2 separate regions of the Sus scrofa genome follow, and region 2 is linked to region 1. The links are chromatin contacts, called in public Hi-C maps. All regions are on one chromosome and are shown on one strand. Each heading gives the region's core, a stretch centred on a gene start, on an enhancer-like site or on the middle of the called end of the contact. The rest is flanking DNA. Distances are from core to core; before and after follow the strand shown. Region 1 holds the start of PNPLA8 (calcium-independent phospholipase A2-gamma). Region 2 holds the start of STARD3NL (STARD3 N-terminal like).

Region 1 (4,618 bases), core at 625-3,124:
AGTATGGTGTCAGGGGACCAAAGGGAAGGGCAAAGGAAAAGGAGGACTTGAGAGTTTTTGGAAAACTTCGGACAAGGGAGAAAAATCTAGATATTTGACAAAGTCTGACTAAATTAGGAAATAAAGGAAAAAAAGAAACAAGGGGTAGGGGTGGGGTGGGTGGATAGTTGCATGGTGACAAAGACTTGTTGACCAAACTTTTGGTTTCTCTGAGCCCTCTTTTATCAAGACTTCCTGCCCAGGCCCTGGCTTTGACCTGCAAAGTTCAATTTTAGCAAGAATTCTGCTGAGTTAGAGAGAATTCTCTCACTAATGATATCTGATTACTTTCAATATCAGGTCAAATTCTTCACCTGTCACCCTTGAAATCTGATCAGATTCTTCATCCCTTATCCTTGATATCTGATCACACTGGTGAGTCTTTGCCAAGAATCCTGTTAAGTGGTCATGCCAAGAATCACCCCTACCCTTTGTGTCCCCTCTTAGTAATTTTCCATTCACCGGCCCCTCTCACTCTGCTTCTTGGCTCTACATCTCCAGATGTCTCTGTTGTATTGGTAGTTGAGCCCAATCTCTCCCCAGTTATGAAAGTCTTGACACTTTTGGAATAGTCTTGAGTGAAGTCTTCCCTATTGTTAACAAGTAGAATTTTTTTTCTTTAACAATGAGGAGAAACATCTGTCTAGAATTAGTTACTTCCATATACCTCCAAAGTTTAATTTGTGCCTACACCTTTTAACTATTGTATGGCTACACAACATGTCTAGATCATTCACTGCAGGGGCATATCAGGGATTATGATGTACACAATCCAGCCATTTGTGCCCCAAGATCCTAACAAGCTGGCGCCCTTGCCTTAATTTAAAAAAAAAAAAAGTGGAGTTCCCGTTGTGGCGCAGTGGTTAACGAATCCGACTAGGAACCATGAGGTTGCGGGTTCGGTCCCTGCCCTTGCTCAGTGGGTTAACGATCCGGCGTTGCCATGAGCTGTGGTGTAGGTTGCAGACGCGGCTCGGATCCTGCGTTGCTGTGCCTCTGGCGTAGGCCGGTGGCTACAGCTCCGATTCGACCCCTAGCCTGGGAACCTCCATATGCCGCGGGAGCGGCCCAAGAAATAGCAACAACAACAACAAACAACAAAAGACAAAAAGACAAAAGACAAAAAAAAAAAAAGTATAAATCACACAATTTCTTCCTTAAACACTTAACAATAATCTTACAAGGGGCTAAAGCATTAACACTCGGACATGGCAGGCCTAGAAAAAAGAATTTGCTTTGGTAACATTTTGAGGTTACGGTCTAGTAAAGACTGCTTTTCTAGGTTTTCTAATCTCAACTTAAAGGAAACTATCGTAACTACCCAAAATTTCTGCTGTAGCATGAAAGCTTCTTGACATATAAAGAAGTAGCCATGGCTATGCTCTAAAAAAAAAAAAAACAAAAACAAAAAAAACCCTTTTTTTAAAGGACAGCGAAATCTGAATTTCGTGTCATTGTCATGTATCCCAAAACAGTCTTTTATTTTTATTTTCTAACCACTGAAAAATGTAAAAACCATTCCTAGCTTACAGACTACAAAAACGGACATTTGGTAGGATTTGCCCACTGAACTTAGGTAGTTTACAGACTTGGTATACATAAAACATCAGGACTCACAAAATAAGTTAGGCGTGGGACCTTTTTGGGGGAGAAAAAAACCCAGCAAGCTTCACAGGCTAATTTCCAATAGGATAATGTATGTGAAAGCGCTTTCCAGCGACCAGTAGCCAAGCCTAGATATCGTGAGAGCCCAGAGCGATAAGGACCCTGCCCCTGTCACTCATCACCTTCCAGATGGCTGGTGACGACGGAAACCCTTAGGAAAGGACAGAGCGCTGAGGGCGCTTTCAGAGACACGGAGATGGAGGCTCTGAGGACTGAGGATGGAAGCCTGCAAAGAAGCACGCGAAGCAACGCACACTACCCTCGCCTGCCGCCAAGCGGCACCTCTCCCAGATGCGAGCAGACGCGTGCACGCAAGCACGCCTCCCGCCCAGCGCTCAGCAGTGCTCTATTGCGCATGTCTGGGGAGGGGGCGGAGCGACAACTGACAGGCTGCCAGAGGCCCCAGTAAGCAGAGGAGCTCCTCCCCGGCTGGCGAGTAGGCACGGGCTGCCCGTGCGTCACTTCCGCTGGGGCGGGACGGAGCTGGGCGGGGGGGTGACCCGGCTGCTGCTCCCTGTTTGTGTTGGCTCAACTGATGCGGGCCGGCGGAGAGGACGCCGGTGCCGGGAAGAGGCGCGACACCACTGCCGCCGAAGTAATTGCGGCCTGCGTCCGGGTAAGTGGTCCCTGCGGGCCGGCGGGATGATAGGCTAAGGGAGATGGCAGCCCGGGCGCCCTGGCCACTCGTCTGGCCCTCCAGGTCTTATCTCTTTTCCGAGGGCGCATCCAGAGCAAGAGCGCGGGGAGACGCCCGGCTCTGAGGAGGTCCCAGAACCCAGGCTCCCTAAGGCGGAGGGGCCCCCAGCTCCCAGGACTGGGTGGTGCGAGATGCTCTCCACCTGCTGTGCCCCTGTGCTGCTTTGCTGGTCCAGAGGCGCAGACTGTTTTGGTTTTTCTGGTCCCGCCCCGCGCTTCCTGTCCCACCCCCACGACTCCCTGCCTAGTTTCTCCGAGTCCTTTTGGCTTCCCGTGGACGGTAGGGTTCTCCAGCAGTTCCCCGGTGACTGTCAAAACGGTTTCCCTATTCTGCATCATTTTGGACTGTCAGTGCACCGGATGAATCGGCTGCTCCATGTTTTTATTTATCGGCACTTTCTTTGAAACGGAACTCTATCCGCGACTGCTGTGGCTTAAGCAGCTTCAAGTGTGTGTTTTAAAAAGGTGAAGTTTGTGAATCATTGTGTTGCCGTTCTTCCCGTCATTGTCATGTCTGTCGTCATGCTGGGAGGAACCTGGTTTCTACGCCTAATGCAGTAATAACTTTAAAAAGTGTTGACACCTAGGAAGGACTTAGAAGAGTCGTGGTATGAGGAACTATTCTATAATCCTATTTAAAGCGGTGTTTTTACTACTAGTCACAGATACATCCTGATCTACAGTCCCAGTTACTGAGATTTCCACGACAAAAAGTATGTTTTAGTGTACTGGGAAAATGCTAAGACAGTGAAATAGTAAGAATTTTTTAATTTGAGAGGTTTTTTTTTTTTTTTTAAATATATTACCCTGTGAACCACGTTTTCTGCCTCTTATGAGGCAGGTGTTTCATGCTCATTGTAGTTATTTTGTTAAATTGCTTCTGCAGATTAGTTGTACTTGGAATATAAGAACACGATCTTATTTCGTAATTTTTATTAAACCTTTTCTCAACGTTGATCTTGTTTTCTCTATCAGATCTAAATTAAAATCTTGAAAGCAGTGTCCTATTAACAAGTGAGGCTGGATGAAAAGATCAGTTTCACTAGTTTATATAGTTACTCCCTTCAAGTATAAAGTTAATCAAGTCACATCTCATACTTTGAGTTGTTTTCTTGCTTAGTAATAATGACAGAAGTTTCTGCTGAAGGGTACATACCGCTTGGCTTGTGCAACATACATTTGTGAAAAGGTCATAGTTCTGACCTTTCTTTCCTGTGTCTTATATTTTACTTCGTCCATTATCCGTTACATTTTAGAGCATGCTTCCATCACACTGAATTTTTCTGGATATCTTTTCTCCTGTGTTTTTTTGTTTCCTCGGGGGCCTACCTCTTCCTAACTTTGAATGGCAGTCAAGGCTCTACCCTTGTTCTGTGTACCCCAGAATTTTAAAATTTGAAACCCAAGGAATACTTTAGGAGTTCCATGAATCTCCTGAAAAGTCTTGGTGTTTATATGCAAATAACCATTTTTCAAGGAAGAGGAGCTTTAATCAAGTCTGTGATCCCCAGATTCTCAGGAGGTATTACTGTACACCCTTCTTTGGTGAATCCAGTCTTATGGTTGTAACTGTCACTGTGATAATAAGTCCAAACATACACAGTCTGTGTTCCTCTAGTACATCTCCATTTGAATATCCCACTGTCACTTCATCCTGTAAATCCGAGGGATTTTTATTAAATTGGCCCCCTTCCCAGTTACCGCACATCCACAAGTGTCATTCTCCCTGTTTCTCTGATTAAAAACACTTAAGTTGTTTTGACACTTCTGTCTCTTTATCCCGTTCTTTCCTGTCAGGAAGTCCTGCGTTTTGTTGTTTACCCATTTTGAAAGTGTGGCTCGGAGTAAACCTCATCTCCATTATAGTACTATTACCTTAATCCAAACCCTTGTCACTTTATGTCTGCATCATTGCAGTAACTAAGTGAAGCCCTCTGTAAATTCATTCTTTCCATCCTCAGCAGAGCCTCCACCTAGTAGTTACCTTTGTTCTTCTGGTTAAAACGTCATTCATTCCCTGGTGGTTGGCCTAAGGCTCACTATTCTATTTATACCTCCATTGAACTTATGCTACCCTATAAATAGGTAGCCTAGGCTTCTCTGCTCTTTTCGCAGTTGGCCATGGCACTTTCCAGTTTACATTCTTTATCTTTTTGCAGTCTAACTTTTGTTCCAGCTGCATTTGCTAACTCCCTATCTGCATTTACTAGTAGCTTGT
Region 2 (4,618 bases), core at 749-3,248, 310 kb before region 1:
AAGAAAGAAACAGCAAGTCTTCTTGAGGGAAGACATTTTTCCATTAAGGAAAGAGGTCCACTGGTGAAAAAAAAAATACAGTGGTTTTCTACAATGATCTCATAACAAGTATGAAGCAGAGAACAGGTCAGCATCTATGAATGTCACCGAAAAAAAAAAAAAATGAAGAGAGCTTTGACAATATATAAATCCTATCTCCCCTTGCCTGTCGGCAATTCTTATGTGGGGTTGAGAAGATCTCACTCCTGCCCACCTCTCAAGGGTCATCACCTCCTGCTGTCCTCCCACCTGACTCTCCCCTCAGTTCATTCCACTCACACAGCTTTTCTTCTAGCACTGGAACATGCCAAACACCTTTTTTCTTTAGCTCCTTTGCTCTGCTACTTGTGCTTGGAAACTTCCAGCAGCTCTTCCCAGTGGCTGACTCATTCTAATATTCAGGTCTCATTCAAACTTCCTCAAGGAAGTCTTCCCTGACTACCCATATATAAATTTTCCCCCACACACATTTCAGCCCCTTACTCTGTAATATTTTTTCCTAGCATTTATTATTATCTAACACTGTCATTTCTGTTACATATTTACAGTATCTCCACCAAAATGGAAGGTCTTTGAGGCCGGGATCTTTACATTTTTCAGTATTAAATCCCCCACATCTAAAACAAAGCATGGCATAGATGAAGCGCTCATCAGATAAACTGTTCCAAAGAATAAATTCAGATGATAATAACCATCCTGCTGTGAACATAAGGCAAAGTCCCCTGAAGCAGTTTAATTTCATTTCTTTAATGCAATTTTATGCAATAATGCAATCTTATGCAATAATGCAGTCTTAAAAGGTCAATGTCTGAGACAGCAAGATTCAAAGAGAATGAATTCTTCATGACAATACAAAATATTATATATGGATGCATATACTGCACAATATGCGTTTTCACTTTGAGCATGAATCCTGCCCCACTTTATTAGAGTCCATAAATAAAGTCAACAGAACCATAAGTTGTTTTGTTTTGTGAGTGTATGGGTAGACGGGCTATATATAGATAATTCATATATATATATAAAAAATATATATAAATTAGTTTTCAGAACCCTTCTGAACAAAGAACTCTGAGATGAACAAATTGAACTAACTCCAGTATTTATCACAGGTGTGACCTGTTACTTTATTACCTTGCTAAACTTATTCAAACTAAGTCAAGTGATGAATTCAGTGATTCCATCTGTGAAACAGAAGACAAATGACATGGTGAACAAATGGCACATTAAGAGAATGATAATCCCATTATCCCTGAGAATGATAAGAAACGTTGCATAATGTTAAGTCATGTTTGAACTAAAGAGAGAGAAAAAAAATCCCTTTCTAAACCTAAACCAAAAATAAGCATGCTCCTGAGATTTCAAAATATGGCCAGATACCCATGAGTGAGCAAAGCAATGAACTGAAACCAGAACCAGAACATTCGTGACTTGTGCTTTAATTTTTAAATTTTGTTTTGAAAACAGCTTTTCTTAATGAATAAAAGAGGTCAGTAACAAACCTCCTCTGTATCAACGCACTATTCTGCACTCTTGTCACTCTGGAGGGCCCACGGGGCCAGCAGTGGCCTGGATCCCACCAAAGACTCCTTGGGTTCCGCAGGGTGAAGGAATGAAGACCTCACTACCTGCATCCACTCCCCGAAACCCAGCCCAAACCTGGATGACAAGGGCCTCTGAAATCTGAAACTTCACTTTTGTATCCTTTATAAACAGAGCCTGCCTAGCCCCTCCTCCGCCTCCTGAGTACGGGGACGCTCAACACACAGAACCGAACGCTTGGCTAGGACCTGCGATAGCGGGTCTTCAGTAAGCCCCCGGCAAATCATCTGATCCCAGATGACTCAGTTTTCCAATCTGTCAAATAGGGAGACGAGAAACCCAGCCTACCTCATCGGGTTGTTCCCGGCCGGCCGCCTCAGGCTGGCCGGGCGACAGCGGCTCCCGGACTGTGCCCGCAGGAGTCCTTGCGGGCGGAGGGGCGGAGCTGGGCGGGGCGGGACCGGGAATCTAGCCCTGCGGACCACACACAACCCACCGCCCGCGGAAAGGTGCCCCCAGACCTTCTCGAGTACCCGTCCCGTGACGTCATCACGCTGACGTCGACGCACAGAGGCCGCATCTTGCCCGAGGGACCAAAGATCCGGCTGGGGCTTGGGCCCCTGTATCAGAGTCAGCGATTGGTGAATGACTCTGTCAATCATCTACTACCCAGTAAGGGTCGCGGGAAGGCGGGAGGGAGCGGGCTGGCCTGCCCTGAGTAAAGAGTGGGAATCTAAAAATCTGGCTTTGAGGGCGCAGAGCTAGTTCGATTTGCTCGAGTGCGCCTAACCCTCCTCGTAGATTCCGCTTCCGCCTTCCTTCATTCTCTTGATGGGGATTTAGGCTACAGCACTGGGAAAATAATCATGGGACTGGATTTCAGGGCCCTGGCCACCTCAGCTCTTCAGGAATGAAAAGTAGGACATTGGATTTCTCTGTTCAGGTGTCACCTCAGATTTGATTTCTCTTCAGGCCTCGACACTTAGGATACTTTTTCTGTGCTCTTATTGCATTAACACCACTATCTTAATTGTCACAGTTAACCATATTTTCCCCACAGTATGTATATGTTTTCCCACAAAATTGGCATCCTTTAATTATTAATTCAAATTTATGTTTATATTTTAAGTAAACTTTTCCCCCCATTAGATGCTACAGTTACCTTGTTCAAATATGTGAAAGAATACGTTACATCATGAACATTTTCCTTCCGCTTCCGGTTGCTCAGGCATTCAGTTTGCCTATTAGAGTCAGTGCCTCAGTCGGTGTTGCTGACCTTGGACATTCTTCCAAAGACATTATAAGTGCTATTATTAATTCTAAATTACACCTCACTGTAAATTTAAACATCACAAATTACGCTAATGGCAGTAACTACAAACCGGTCCCTATATGATGACTCCTCGTTCCTGCGCATTTATAAATCTGTAGATGTTACTTTTTTTCCCATTTGACATTATATCCTGGAGATCTTTCCATTTCTATGTATAAATTTACCATATTCTTTTTAAATTTGCTTGGTAGTCCTCAGAACCAGTAGATTTAATCTATGATTCCATTTCTCTCAGACATGTAGTTTGCTTCTTCTTTGCTACCTTCAACATATGTTTGTGTCTTTTTGTACCTGTATCCAAGTGTTCTCTAGGGTAGAGATACTAACATGAAAATGTTCTGGATAGAATATGCACATTTTAAATCTCAGCGTAGATTCCTACCATTTGTTCCTAATAAGTAGCTGTTACAACTAACATTCTTACCCTAAATATATGAGCACCCCTTTCCCTGCCCTGTCGCCAAAAGCAACGAAATACAATTTTTAAAATTTTCTAAATTGATGTGTGTGACAAATTGTTGAGATAACGTGTGCAAAAAAGTGTGATAATTCTGAATGTGTATCTTGGTAACAAAGTCAATACACTTGTGTTACCACCTCCTAGATCAAGATTTTTAGATATTTACCAGCAGTATTGTGTTCCTTCTTAGTAGTTGCAACCTACATAGAAATAGCCACTATTCTGAATTTTATCACCAAAATTAGTTTTCCTGCTTTTGAATGGTTATAAATGGCCATACATAGTGTATACTCCTGTGTGCCTCTTTTCACTAAGTAATATGTTCGTAAGGTTGATCCATATTAAAGAACAGTGAATAAAATTTATTCATTTTCATGTTTGTATATAATCTCAAATTTTCTTTATTCTAATATTGTTTGACATTGGGTTGTTTAAAATTAGGGATGACTACAAATGATGCCGCTATGAATATTCTTGTAACCTGTTTGTTGATGTGCATAGTTACACATTTGATTTTGATATATATATCTAAGAATAGTATTTCTGTGCCAGAGGATATACCTATATTCAGTATTAGTAGACACTGACAAACAGTTTTTTGGCTTTGTCAATTTACAATTCACATCTTTGCCAATACTTAATATTCTCAGTTTTGTGGTCATCGTCTTTTTTGTTTTCAACTTTATTGAGACAAACAATATACAAAAGTTGCAAATATTTAATGTGTACACTTTAATGAGTTTGGATGTATGCATAGATCTGTGATGCCATCATTGCAAACAAGATAACAAATATATACATTACCACCAACAGATTTCTTGTGACCCCCTCTTGCTTTTTTTTTTTTTTTGGTAGTAAGAATACATAGCAAGAGGTGTGCCATCTTAGGTTATTAAGTGAACAACAACCTTGTATACAACTGTAACTTTATAATCATTGAAAAATTCCCTGTTTTATCCACCCCTCATCCTCTGGCAACCACCAAGTCTATTCTTTCTATCTATGAGTTTGACTATATAAATACTTCATTTAATTGGAATCATGCAATATTTGTTATTGTATGACTGACTTATTTCCAGGCATAATGTTTTCCATGGTGATGCTGTGTCTCTACCTCCTCCCTCTGAACCTTGTGAGAGCCACGAACTAGGCTGGACTTTGGTGTCTGCCCTTCAGATGATTGGTGCCATAAGAGGGCCACAAGCGGGTAAGAGGTTTTGCTACAACTGCAGGTCGCCCTCTTC

Evidence for each region. A called contact is a pair of places that touch in the nucleus more often than the background predicts.
Region 2: a contact with region 1 is called in a Hi-C map of heart right ventricle, with 2.4 times the contacts expected there. The contact joins the promoter of STARD3NL here to the promoter of PNPLA8 in region 1. A contact is called at or near these places in 1 of 47 Hi-C or Micro-C datasets (heart right ventricle) and 1 of 2 datasets of contacts at active chromatin or transcription factors (alveolar macrophages).

The regions. Positions count from the first base shown.
Region 1 is chr9:108,317,830-108,322,447 of Sscrofa11.1, reverse strand. PNPLA8 (calcium-independent phospholipase A2-gamma) reads left to right here and starts at 1,874. Exons shown (of 10, transcript XM_021063575.1): 1 at 1,874-2,320.
Region 2 is chr9:108,628,767-108,633,384 of Sscrofa11.1, reverse strand. It overlaps STARD3NL (STARD3 N-terminal like), which reads right to left and starts at 1,998. Exons shown (of 9, transcript NM_001201385.2): 1 at 1,930-1,998. LOC102157670 (a long non-coding RNA gene) reads left to right here and starts at 2,270. Exons shown (of 5, transcript XR_002335915.1): 1 at 2,270-2,498; 2 at 4,454-4,581.